Linked DNA regions of Mus musculus: region 1 is linked to region 2. A link is a contact called in public HiChIP or PLAC-seq data. All regions are on one chromosome and are shown on one strand. The core of a region is the stretch at or near the end of the contact, and the rest is flanking DNA. Distances in the headings are between cores, read along the strand shown. Region 1 overlaps 4930521O17Rik (RIKEN cDNA 4930521O17 gene). Region 2 overlaps Reep3 (receptor accessory protein 3).

Region 1 (6,920 bases), core at 696-3,195, 890 kb before region 2:
GAGAGTTCCTGGGTAATTCTCATTTCTGCCTTCTATCTCACTGCGGGAGTGCTGGGATGACAAGTGTGTCCCAGTGCAAACCAATATTTAAAGAAATGGTTTCTGGGGATAGATCTCAAGCCATTGGGTTTCCAGAGCAACATCTTTTCTTGCTGAGGTTTCTTGCTGGCCCCAACACACACACACACACACACACACACACACACACACACACACACACACACACACGTTGAAGATATGTTTTTATAAAGTGTTCAGGTTTTCCAAAAAGGCTTAAACTTATCTTTATCTGGGTCTAATTCCCTCTTAAAACTATTGAGTTTATATCAGAAGTTGAACTATATATGTATAGCAAAATAATTTTTGTTGCTTCTTAAAACCTTCCTAGATAGTTTTTAGGAGAGCGGTGAGAACGCTCTTGTTAATGTAGCCCAGGCTGGCTTGGAACTCTCCATCGTCCTGCCTCAAACTCCTGAGTATTGGGATTTCAGGCTTGTACCACCACACCCAGCCTTCACTAACCATTTTGAAATCGCTAAGTCATTTTGATGACTAATTTCTGACTTTATATGTATGTATATAGTATTTTTAGTTTATATATTGTATTATTTATTATATAATGTATAATAATATAATAAATACATTAAATAAATATATATTTTATTTATGTAAATCTCTTCATGAATGTTCTGTGCCTGTCATCCTGGTATCTGTAGTTATTAAGGACGTTAATCTGACGTTACTTCCACTGGCATTTACGTACGATGATTGTTCCTTTGTTTTTGTTTGTTTGTTTGTATGTTGACTATTGATTGTGTGTTCTGATACACTTTTACTGGAAGCCACAAGGCTCTCTGTGCCAGTGGACAGTTGGCTAAGATGTTTAGCTTGATATAAAAATGTCAAGCATGTGGCCAGGAGAGACAGTTTAGTGTTAAGAGTATGTGCTGTTCTTGCAGAGAATTAGAGTCCTGTTCCCGGCAACCATGTCAAGTGGCTGATTGGTCTTGAATTCTTAACATTCTGTGCTCATGTCAAAATACACACACACACACACACACACACACACACACTCACACAAACACTGTCTCTCTCCCTTTTTCATACACACACACACACACACACACACACACTCACACACACACACACTCGCACAAACACTGTCTCTCTCCCTTTTTCATACACACACACACACACTCACACAAACACTGTCTCTCTCCCTTTTTCATACACACACACACACACACATACACACTCTCTCTCTCTCTCTCTCTCTCACACACACACACACACACACACACACACACATACACACACACACACAGAAGAACACATATCCATTTGGGGCAAAACAGAAAGGAAGCCTTTTCCAGATGGTAGAATTGAGAATTATGAAGAATGATGGACTACAGAGTCCCCTTTCAAGGAAAATTCCTCTCCCCACTGGGGACAGAAGACCTCTGAAACATTTACTCTATGAGAGTTCACAGCTCCAGCCCAGATTTCTCCTTTCTAGAAGGGAACAGAGCCTAAGCTGATCCATAAACACATCTCCATTGCGTACTGGACTCGTGGGCAGATGGTTTTTCTTGCTTAGCTCATAGGTTTTGAGTTCAGAACACATGTAGACAGGAAGCACAAATCCTTACAAGGTAGGAGCTACGGCATGTCACTCAAGATCCTGAATGTGAGCTTCCGATTCTCCCTCCACAGAACCGGGTTTGCTCCTGCAGTTTGCAACAGCCCATAGGAGCTAGAGTACAGTGAGCATTTCCTGTCTGTTTTATAAGTAGCAACATTTAAAAAGGATTCCAGTTTGTTCTGCTTCCTCAGAGGGTTCCCTTTTTGGACGCAGATGTCCCGTGAGATTTTTGCTGATGAACCGTGCACAGAAGAGGCCGAGGAAACAGCTGGAAGAGCAGGGAGGGCTGTGTAACTCTTTGTTGCAGTTTTCCTTTGTCTTTGTCCCAATGACAGGCAAGTGTCCAGAATGTGAATCAGTGTGCTATCCCAGGTTTCAGAATGGGAGAACTCAAGAGTTATCTTGAGCTGCACATATGGGGACACATTCTTTGTTTTGAGCTCCTGGGTCTGAGGGCTTTTAATGTTACAACATGACCTGCTTCATCTCAGGGGATGCGAGGTTTGTTTCTGTGAGCAAATACTTTGACAAAAAGCAACTTACAGGAGAAAGGGTTCATTTTAGCATCCAAGGCAGCTAGCCAAGTCACATCCCAGGGGAAGAGCAGAGAAACAAATGCATGGGTACTTACTGCTCAGCTTGCGTCTTCACTTAAATAATTCAGGACCCAAGACTGGGGAATGGTGCCCTCCACTTTTAGGCAGAGCCTTCCTGCATCAATGAAGTAATCAAGACAGACACCCTCCCCCTCACACACCCCCAGACATGCCCACAGGCTATCCTGATCTACACAATCCCCAGACTCACTTCCCATGGGACTCTAGTTGTGTCAAATTAACAATGGAAACTAATAGTCAGAAGTAACCAATGGAGGAGAGAGGGTTTCAGTATGGTGTTAGCCCAGCTATCTAATATCCATTTGATGGGTCATTTCACACCTCTGAGCTCCAGGTAATTAATGTATAAAGTAGAACTAAGAGTTCTCCCTTCTGCTCCCCAGACTTGTTGGGGGTGCCCCGTCTAGGTGCAGGTGTTTGAGAAATGTAAAGCCTGCGCAAATACTTGTCTAGAGTGCCACTTGAAACACAGAGCTGATGTACTCTTTGTTTTAGAGCCAGCCTCAAGAAGAAAACACCAGAGAAGCTACACAAACTGGAGATCTAAGTGAGATAACTGCAGAATGAAAAGCTTGAAAACCTCCACATGAAGTGGAGCTGTTACCATCCAAAACATCTCAATGACCACCTGTCCCCTCTCTTCCGAAGATGCCTAAAGCTTTTGAATTTCTATTACAAGTCAACCGTTTGACCGATTAAAATAAAAAAAAAACCGAAGGCGATTTTAGAAAAATAAGTTTGTTTTAAGGTTGAAAAGGATTAGCTTTTATTGCGACTGCAAAGTGAACACTGAGCTGGCTTCTGACCACAGTTGCTACAATCTTGGTACAGCACTTTGTTTTCCAGCTCCATGTGCCTTTTTAAGCCAGTCTATCAGTGGGACCTTCTCATTGGAAAGAGCAAAGCAGAAGAGCAAAGCTGAAAGGTGCCTTTCCTGGTACTTTCTGGTAAATATAAAATTGGGAGAATGTGCCACCACCTTGTTTAAGAATGGGGGAGGCTGGTTAGCAGGCTCTGCGTTGGTGACAAAGAACATAAACCCATTACTTCAGCTGTCAGCGAGAGGGAACACTGGGCCTTGTGACACTGTTGGTTTGGGCTTTGCATTTGCTGTGGTATGAATGTCCAAACAGGTCCGGCAGGGCCCCATAGTAATGGTAGGAAGTACTTGCTGTGTTGATAGGTACCACAGTAAGGCTAACAGTGGGTGATGAGTAATTACACACCAGACCCAGTGCACCCCCTGTTATTAAACACGTGGAATAGATCACCCATCTCCGTCCTTCCTAGTTCGCATTCAGAAGTGTAAAAGATTCAAAATATGGTTTGAGCTCTATATAAACTTCACTGGCCAGTTGTGTTCAAATGACTATTAAGTAATTTTCTCTCAAACTTAGAGTCTGTATTTATTTTTAAATTTCTTAAAGTTGTACTTTTTTTATATAGCAGTACAGTTTAATATTACATATTAAACACCGTGATAGAATAATTAGTATTGTTTTAAACAGAAAGATAAAAAGAATTTTCCAGGTTGCAAAATCCCTTCCACCAGCACAAATTTCCCCTTCTTAGTGGGTCAGTGTGACAGATGCACTCAGCAGCTAGTCATGCCTAATGCCTATTGTCGCGATGGTCAATGGACTTAAAAAGAGAGCCACACTTTCAAAATCACTGCCTCAAAGGGATCCGAATCTTTTGAATTGCAAAATGGTTCTTGCCACTTCGATACCCAGAAAGCTGGATTCGCTCGCTCATCCACCACGGGAGGGAATAGGGTTGGGGGCTCAGAACACACAACTGAGAGTAGGAAAAACATAGCTTTATCTCCTCTTGGAGCTACTGACTGAGCTGTGAGTAAGCTTCACTCTGCAGTTATGGCTCCGTTAGCAGTTGAAGCGATGTTATACCGCTAAATGAAAACTTGTCTCTCAGCAGCTCACTTTTCTAATTCCTTCCTACCAATTTACTCCATCTCATACATGGCAATTTCATTTCTTCAAGCTCTCTCTACATACAGGAAGGTGACCACTTGTTTCTTATAACATTCACCAAAAGAAAATTTCCAGTCGAAATAAGTATCCCAAAAGCGAAAGAGCATCTAATATCAGCATGGGACTTTTCGTCACCTGTAGTCCTGATTCTGACCTTTGGAATGGATGTTTCTGCAAGCTGGAGAACATGGTCATCAGATATGGCCTTTTATTGCTTCATGTGCCAACAATATCTCAGTATTAGAGTCTCATTTGCTGTTGTGGAAATTGCCAGAGCTCCCTCACCACCAGCAAGCTCTGCGGGACACTTCCTAATGGTGACCTTCCATGATAATCATAACCCTGATACACATTTGAAAGTGCCGAGACAAACATGCGTCTACAAATGTGCCATACCCCCCAAATGCTAAATAAACATTATAAGAAAAAGATCAAGAGATCTCTTTGATAAAAGATTTTCTTCCCCAAAGTCCAGTATCTTTGTTGAAGTGAGCTTGGTTGGCCTTTGTTTAACAGGATTCTTGGTTCAAGGTAAATTTTTGAAAGGATTTTTTTTCCACATTTAGTGTGTGTGTATGTGTATTTGTATGCTCCTGGGACACATTATTTTATCCTAATGATCTTTATAAATATGATAAATTGGTAGCTTTGTTATCTATTGGAAGTAGTGATGTGGTATCTTCAAATGGCATCACTATATCTCAAGGGAACATCTCAGGATGTGTTCTGGATGTGACCCTTTGGATGGCAGATCAACTAGTGGGCATGGATTGTTAGGTAGTGGCTTCCCCGGTGTGCTTCACCTCCCTAAGACCATTGCCTTCTGTCCTCTCAGGTATATGGGTAATGGGGGTGGGGTGGGGTGGGGGTGAGCTTTACTGTGGTATCTCTTTCCAGCTGTTGTTGGAGGTCACAGAGAGTTAAATAAGAAGAAACGAGAGAGAAGGGAAGGATGTTGCTTGTGTAGCATCTGCTATATTGCTTGACTTCTGTCTTGCATACCTGTGAGTTTAGATGGCATTCTTTGATCAGCTGGATATCGCAGGTCAGGATACGCATAGGAGATGCTGTCTGTGACTATGGTATGGTTCAGCATCTCCTATCATAGAATGAATGTATTCACTCGTCCGCTGACACAATATTTTTTTTTCCCCTTCCTGACAGTGGCAACAATTTTCGGGAGCCGAGCAAAGCTTTCACTTTCAAGGCAGATCTTGAACAATAGTCGCATCTGTTTCTTCAAAGCCCAGGCAGACTCAGCGCGGTTGAATTCATCTTCAGCTTTGAATAGAAAGGGGCATTGTTGGAAGAATAACTAGACAGCCTTTCATGTGCTCGATTACAAGACTTTAATTTTTCAGATGTAAAGTATAATAAAAAGCCTTTCAACCCCTACCTCACAACCCCATTCTCCTATAAACTTGGTGAAATCCTACATCTTGAACTAAATGTTTCTGAGACCCTTTATTTCTTCCTGGGGCTACACTGCAGCCTTTACGCTAACAAGATTAATACGAAAAGGTTTCATTGTACTATGAGCAATGTCTGATACCAGAGTAATTTGTTTTTAAAAAATGAGGAAACGTGTCTGAATCTGTTGTTATGGTCATGATATTTATGCTTGTAAGGATAAAGTTATTCATTTTAGACGGGTAACAAGAAGGCTTTCATGTACCATTAAGATAACTTATGTCAAACACTTGGTAAAACTGTTGGAGCCATTTCAATATTAATAATTTATTGCAAATATCTAGTTAGAAAAACTGGTAGGCATTAATTAATGATCAATTAAGATAGATTATTTCTCCTGCTTCTCTTTTAACTTTCTAATAACCAATTTGCTTTTTCCTAAAATGGGTCAATAGGAAATGAACCAAGTTGTTTCGTGCTCCCATTTTCTAATAAACTGAAACTCTTTAAAGAAATTAGCTATTCTCTTGCAAGTTGTTAATTCTTATGGCTGTTATATATCACGATTTTATCCTGTAGATTTTACATGTTCATTTTCTCTTTAATTACTGCACACTAACCCGATAGTTCTGGGGGTAATTTTATTAGTTCTAAGACATTTTTAATATGGATGTATTCTAAAATTAATCATACTTTGACTTCATAGTACAAACATCCCTTCATTACTGCACTGTTGGTTAGAGGAAACTAATTTTCAAAATGTTTCACTGAAAGCATAAAGTAGAGGACATTGCTATCTTTAATTTCTTAATCATTTTGGCCCTTGGCTGTTTGTTTGTTTGTTCATTTTGTTTTGTTTGAGTCATTATCAGGCACACAAATCTCTCATGAATTTAAGCTAGAATCTGGGAGATTAAGAATCTAATTCTTTGATGTTTTTCCTCAGCAGAGGACAAGAGAAAGTTTTGTTATCTAGTATTTTACAGCGGGGGATACATTTGAACAGGAGTTGGACCTTTGAACCTTCACTGTAGTGAAGGATGCTGGGCCTGTGAGGACGGATTAAACCTCTCCCCTGGTTGCTATAGGAGGAAAAAAAGACACATTTATGCTTTTGTAAAATTTACCACTTCATTTAGCAAATGCTAAAATTGGGAGAAGAAAAGCAAAAAAATAACTGCAGAACAAAGATAAGCAGTGTCATTGACCTGGAGGATACAATTTGTTTTTTGAATTATTCTACCATGCAGTAACTTTCTT
Region 2 (6,179 bases), core at 904-3,403:
GACTAGAGGAGATGCATAGATGTCCCTCTGCCGGGTAGTTGGCTCAAGAAAATGTCAAGAGCGGTTTTAAATGCCTTTATGGTGTCTGATCACTATGTTCTTGATATGTTTTGATACCATAATGTATGCTATTGTCTGTCCCACAGAAAGAGGCTAACAAGCCTTTCAACCCCATTAATGTAAGTTTGAGAGGAGTGTGGCTGTCATCATGAAGAGAGATTGTTCTAGCCATAGGGAGTGGCGTGGGGAAATTTACTGCCTCGGTGATATTGTAGACACTCTGAGGATCTGAGTGAAAGAAACTAAGGAAGTGGTTTAAGAAACACAAAAATAATAACGCTTAGGCTTCCAGATCCTGTAAATGGATGCTTGCCTGCCACCCTAAGCATTTGGGAGGTTCAGTCTGGCCAAGCGTGATCTTGAGGCTAGCCTGAACTATGTAGCAAGACTCCATCTTCAAAATAGTAAAAAAAAAAAAAAAAAAAAAAAAAGTAGAGAAACCAGAGACCCTGTAAGAATAATGAGCAGAGAACCCGTCTCTGAAAGCCCCCGGCAGTTTCCCCAGCACCACAAGTCAAAAAATTAAGAATTATGCACAGATGCGGTCATAGGCGAGGGAGGGTATAGTAGAGTCTGGCATGCACCTTGCCATCGGTGATCGGTTTTGTCTAAAGGAGAATTTAAAAATGTTTTGACCGATCGGTGGTAGCGCACGCCTTTAATCCCAGCACTTGGGAGGCAGAGGCAGGTAGATGTCTGAATGAGTTCCAGGATGGCCAGAGCTACACAGAGACCCTGTCTTGAAAAGCAGAGGAGGAGGAGGAAGAGGAGGAGGAGGAGGAGGAAGAGGAGGAGGAGGGTACAGGTTGGTGGTGGTGGTGATGATGATAAGAACAACAGATGCTTCGAAAACAAACTGCTAAGTTCACTTCGGTTTGTCAGACTCCTGCAGAGATTTCTGGGGTGACAGGAGGGGACTGAAGCTTAGGAGGTGCGGTGGGAATGAGTGTCTTATGGGTGGCGTTGGCAGAAGACTTAGACCTGACTTCATTTTGGGAAGTTGGAAGTAATGAACAGCAGACCACGAATCCCTGCATATGGCTTGCCTTACCACGAATCCCTGCATATGGCTTGCCTTACCAGGCTCTGCTTCATTGGCGTAATCGGGTATATTTTAGGAAAGGAAATTTTCTCAAAATTTCAAAACTGGTTTGTATGGTCTTTTTTTTTTTCTTTTTTTTTTTTTCCTTCTACCAGATCTGGTTTGGTGTTTTTTGTTTTTAAACCTTAGATTACAACTCAACTCTTAAATGCTCTTTCAGTCAGGGAGGCTAATGGTAAGTGTGGTTTTACAGATCCTGTGCTTAAGAAGCTAAATAAAGCCTGAGGTTCCCGAGCAAACACTCACTCAAGAGTCAGGAGTTGGTCAGAGGAGGAGGAATCTGTGACCTCTTCAAGTCTTTGCCACCTAACCAATTTGGTGGGAATCTGGGAATGGAGCGAATAATACTCAAAGCTAAGGATGGGCCCCGGCAGATTGAGTGCACCGCTGGGTTCAGGTCTCTTTAGGACAATTTTCTTTTACCAGGTTACAACTGTGATGGCTTAGATCCATATGTTGCCTTCATCTGCTAACATGGGAAGTGTGAGCTATGCAGTGTGTGAAATCATACAGACTTTTCTCTGGGTTTTGTTTCGGGTATAGGAGAGCAAAGGTCATAAAAGTAAGAAGCCCTGTGTTCTGTGTCGGGGTCAACCAATCCTCCCTGGATCAATCAGTCAATCAATCAATCAATCAATCCTAAACTCTTCAACCTCTCTGAGGATTGTTTGTGTGGTTTGTAGAACTATCACAGTAACCTTTACATCACCTACATTTTTGCCCCATTGAGATGAGGTCTTATGGAGGTAGCCCAGGCTGGCCTAGAACTTATTAAATAGCTAAGCATGACCTTGAACGTCTGACAGTCCATCTCCTGGTCCTCGGTCTGTGGGCATGTACCACTAACCCTCTACCCCTGTGGATGCTGTGCTGGAGATTAAACTCAAGGCTTCGTGCATGCTAAACAAGCTCTCTACCCACTAAGCTACATCCCTGAGCACCTCGGCATTCTTGCAAGCATTTTCCATGAGCTAGAGGTTACCATGCAGTAGGGTCTTGCGGTAGGAGAGAGGGCGTGGCCAGAGGAGGGAGACTGGAAAGAGGAAGGAGGAGTCTGATGTGCTGTGTGGTCTTTTCTTTTTCCCTTTAGCTTTCTGTTTCCTTTTAGAGTAGAAATCTGAGGCCCTGTGGTGTAAAATTAAGTTTAGCTCTGACAACATGAAAATTCCAAGCTTCTTAGCTCTTGATAATGTGTACAAAGTTTCCCCAAGGAATGGTACTGTCTCTTTCTGTCCTTAACAGTTTTAAATGTGGACCTTCCGTTCTAGAACTACGTAGTATTCAGGGGGAGTCTCTTCTGCATGAACCCAACTTCTCCCCGTTGCTGTTTTTCTTTTAGGCTATAGCCCCTTAATTGTAGTTAAGCAGCAACAAATCTCTGTAAAGACAGAAGTCGCACATTGCTTTGACTGGGGTGTGTGTGTGTGTGTGTGTGTGTGTGTGTGTGTGATGCATTCACTAGCCACATAAACAATGGTACAGTGACTCACCAGGGTTCCATCGCTGGACTGTAACAAGTGTATTGTGTTCCACTTGACCTTGATTTGGCTGCTAATCATTGTTTATAGGAAAGCATCTTTGTTTTCAAAGATGTATAAGTTGTGAGCTGAGACCATAGCTCAGTTGGTAGAGGGTTTGCCTCGTATGCACAAAGCCATGATCCAGCCTCAGCACCATATAAATTTGCACATGGTAGCAGATACCTGTAATTCTTACACTTGGGAGATGGAGGTTCGGCAAGCTGGAGGACCATAAGTTTGGGGTTGTCCTGGAGTGAATTTCAGGGGTGCCTAAAGGTTTTCAAGCTGATGTTTCAGTTTACGGGTGTAGCTCACTTTGTCACAATCACTTAAGCTTGTGTAAGTCAAGAAGCAAGAGTCAAAACAACTTGCTACTTTAAAAGTCTGATCAGAATATGACAGCTTACAACCCTCCCAGGGGATCCTTCTTCTAACCTATGAGAACACTGCATATACATGATGTATAACATACACCTGGGCATACACATTTTTTTTAAAATAAAAAAAAAATCTCAAAAGGAAATGTTTACATCTCGTTAGAGCCAGGGGTAATATCACACATTTGTGACTCCAGCACTAGGAAAGCTGATTAGGACGGTCACAAGTTAAAGACAGCGTTGGTTAAATGACACCCTCTCAGAAGAAGTTAATAATAAGTCCAGTTAGGACTGAACCCATCTTGCCATGCTGACAGCCTATTGTTTCTTCAGAATCAGTTTTAATCCAAAATGAGAGTGAGCAGGACATCAGCTGGAAGGACAGTAGCCCAGAGTGAGCGCTACATTGTCGCGCATCATCAGCTGAGAGGACAGTAGCCCAGAGTGAGCGCTACATTGTCGCACATCATCAGCTGAGAGGACAGTAGCCCAGAGTGAGCGCTACATTGTCGCGCATCGCTGTTGGCAATGCAGAATGTAGATGCTCTACCTCTGCTTCTAAGGGTCTCTCTTTCCCAGATCAGTGCGTCTTCAGAAGCTGCTGGAGGTGAGTCCAGATGGAGGAGGCTCTACAAAAAGATTTTCTCTGGGAGAGAAAAATAGTCTGCAAAAAATCAGAATGCTACTGTTGTATAGTATAGTGATAATGAATAGAATTCTTTTTTTTTTTTTTTTTTTTTTTTTTTTTTTTTTGATTTTTCAAGATAGGGTTTCTCTGTATAGCCCTGGCTGTCCTGGAACTCACTTTGTAGACCAGGCTGGCCTCAAACTCAGAAATCCGCCTGCCTCTGCCTCCCGAGTGCTGGGATTAAAGGCGTGCACCACCACGCCCGGCGCGAATAGAATTCTTAAATGTATGTTGAATTTTGGGGCAGACAGGGAGCACACAAGTGTTATGGAGTGAGTTCTAGAACAGCCAGGGCTACACAGAGGAAATCCTGTCTCAACAAAACAACAACAAAAAGCCAGCCTCTCCTCACTGGCTTGGAATTTGCTAAGTAGCCTGGGAAAGTGTCCATTAAATCCTAGGAACCCACCTGCCCCCACCTCCCCAGAGCTAAGATTACAAACTCACCAGCACACCCATCTTTTTAAGGAGTCCTGGGACTCAAAGGAACGGCTCCATGCATGAGAGGAAGTGCCTTTCAGGTGTTCTGTCTCCTATTAGAAGCACCTGATTGCTTAACCACACCCACTGTCACGTTACAATTGTATTCTCTGGTGTGCTATTTTGGTTGCTTGAAGACATCGGTTTACCAAGTGGTTATAATGAGGAAAAAAAACAGGAGGACCGAGAAGTCGCAAACCAAAGAAAATTTTGCAAATAAAAATATAAATACGCAATACAATGAACCAGCATAATTGATGTAGCTGAGCAACAGATTGGATTCTTGGTTTCCTGGCAATCCGTGAAAAAGAAAGGCATCATGTAGCCTTATCAAGTAGGAATAAGAACTTTTTAAAGTGCTGAGCACTGCACTGTATTACTGAATTCTAAAGGAAACCTCACCCATGAAATTTCACAAGCAAGGGTACAAGCATCGTACACACTGCCTGCCCTCGACACTGCCCCTCTTGTGTTTGTGGGCTTCCTGAAGCAGTTTCTATACTTGAAGGAAAATGTAAAATATAATACAACTTTTTCCTCTCAAGGGAGCTTAAAAAAAAATAACCCATGGTCAAACTTAATCTAATGCTAGGATGAGCCTTCATGGAGGAATAAAGGTTTAGAACAAGGCAGTACTGGTTGGTCACAGGCGGCTCTATAGAACTTCAGACTGTTGTTGGTATGAGGCTGATGAGCCAAGTTGACACCACAGAATTCGAATGTGGTGAATAACTAGTGGTCTGTGCTTACCACAGGAATGGGGCCGAAGGGACGACCACTATGAGTTAGTCCATCCGGTTTGTCAACCCTGCTCCAGTCTATCTGAGTGCCGGCAAAACAGCCCTTGTGGGATACGCAGAGTCCGCTTTGGTAACAATGTTGCATTTCCTGTTGTTCTGAGGGTGGGACGCTAATTGCGGAAACTCATCCAGACAAACCTGCTGCTGCTGCTGCTGCTGCTGCTGCTGCTGCTGCTGCTGTCTTCCACCCTTCTGACTTTTGATTCTGTAGTTCATTGTGTTTATTTGGTATTACTTCTATGGTTTTAGTTACTCTCTAGTCTGGTTGGGGTTTTTGTTTGTTTGTTTGTTTGTCTTGTTTTGTCCTTTAATATATTAAAATACCATGTGTTTGATTCTGAAAGGAGTGAAATAAGAATTTGCCAAGCAACGTTATGCTTTGACATATGGAGACTCATCAAATGAACTCCACAACATTTGTTTTAACAGTTAGTGATTTGAAATCTCTTACAGTATTAGAAGCATAACTTGTGATGCAAAGGTTTTAGGGAGGTGTAATGCTGAAGTTAACTATTGTATTTATTGGTCTTCTTTTCTAGGCATGACTACTTTAATCCATATGTTTACTCTACTTTTTAAATTATTTTAGATTTATGTGTATAAGTATTTTACCTACCTAAATGCCATATGTGTGCCTGGAACCATGTGGGGGCGGAGAACTAAACCTGGGTCCTCTTACAAGAGCAGGCAATGCTCCTAACCACCGAAACATCTCTCCAGTCCCTGTTTATTCTATTTTTAAAACGACTACTTCGTGGGCCTAGAAAGTTGGCTTAACAGTTAAGAGCACCGGGCGTGGTGGCGCACGCCTTTAGTCCCAGCACTCAGGAGGCAGAGGCAGGCGGATTTCTGAGTTCCGTGGTCTACAAAGTGAGTTCCAGGACAGCCAGGGCTATACAGGGAAACCCTGTCTCGAAAAAAACAAAACAAAACAACGACAACAACAAAAAACAGTTAAGAGCTCCTGTTGCTCTTGCAGAGGACTCAGGTTCAATTCTCAGCACCCACACAGCAGCTTACAACCAACCCTAACTGCACCCCAGGGAATCTAATGTCCTCTTCTGACCTCTAAGGGTACCAGACAACACACATAGAACACAAACATACTCGAAAGCAAAACACTCATGCATAAAATCAATCTAAAATTTAATT

What was found. HiChIP or PLAC-seq counts read pairs in DNA pulled down with a chosen protein or histone mark.
Region 1: a contact with region 2 is called in an H3K27ac HiChIP or PLAC-seq map of large pre-B cells, with 4 times the contacts expected there. The contact joins two enhancer-like sites. A contact is called at or near these places in 1 of 39 promoter capture datasets (pre-B cells) and 1 of 115 datasets of contacts at active chromatin or transcription factors (large pre-B cells).

Annotation. Positions count from the first base shown.
Region 1 is chr10:67,961,251-67,968,170 of GRCm38.p6, reverse strand. It overlaps 4930521O17Rik (RIKEN cDNA 4930521O17 gene), which reads left to right. Exons shown (of 3, transcript NR_152797.1): 3 at 5,415-5,693. Among named protein-coding and RNA genes, the nearest start is that of 4930521O17Rik, 9.0 kb to the left of the region's middle. Within about 2 kb of position 1,945, at least 66 of the 459 cell types and tissues checked have an H3K27ac peak or open chromatin away from gene starts, as enhancers often do.
Region 2 is chr10:67,068,080-67,074,258 of GRCm38.p6, reverse strand. All of the region lies in intron 1 of Reep3 (receptor accessory protein 3), which reads left to right. Among named protein-coding and RNA genes, the nearest start is that of Reep3, 26 kb to the left of the region's middle. Within about 2 kb of position 2,153, at least 51 of the 459 cell types and tissues checked have an H3K27ac peak or open chromatin away from gene starts, as enhancers often do.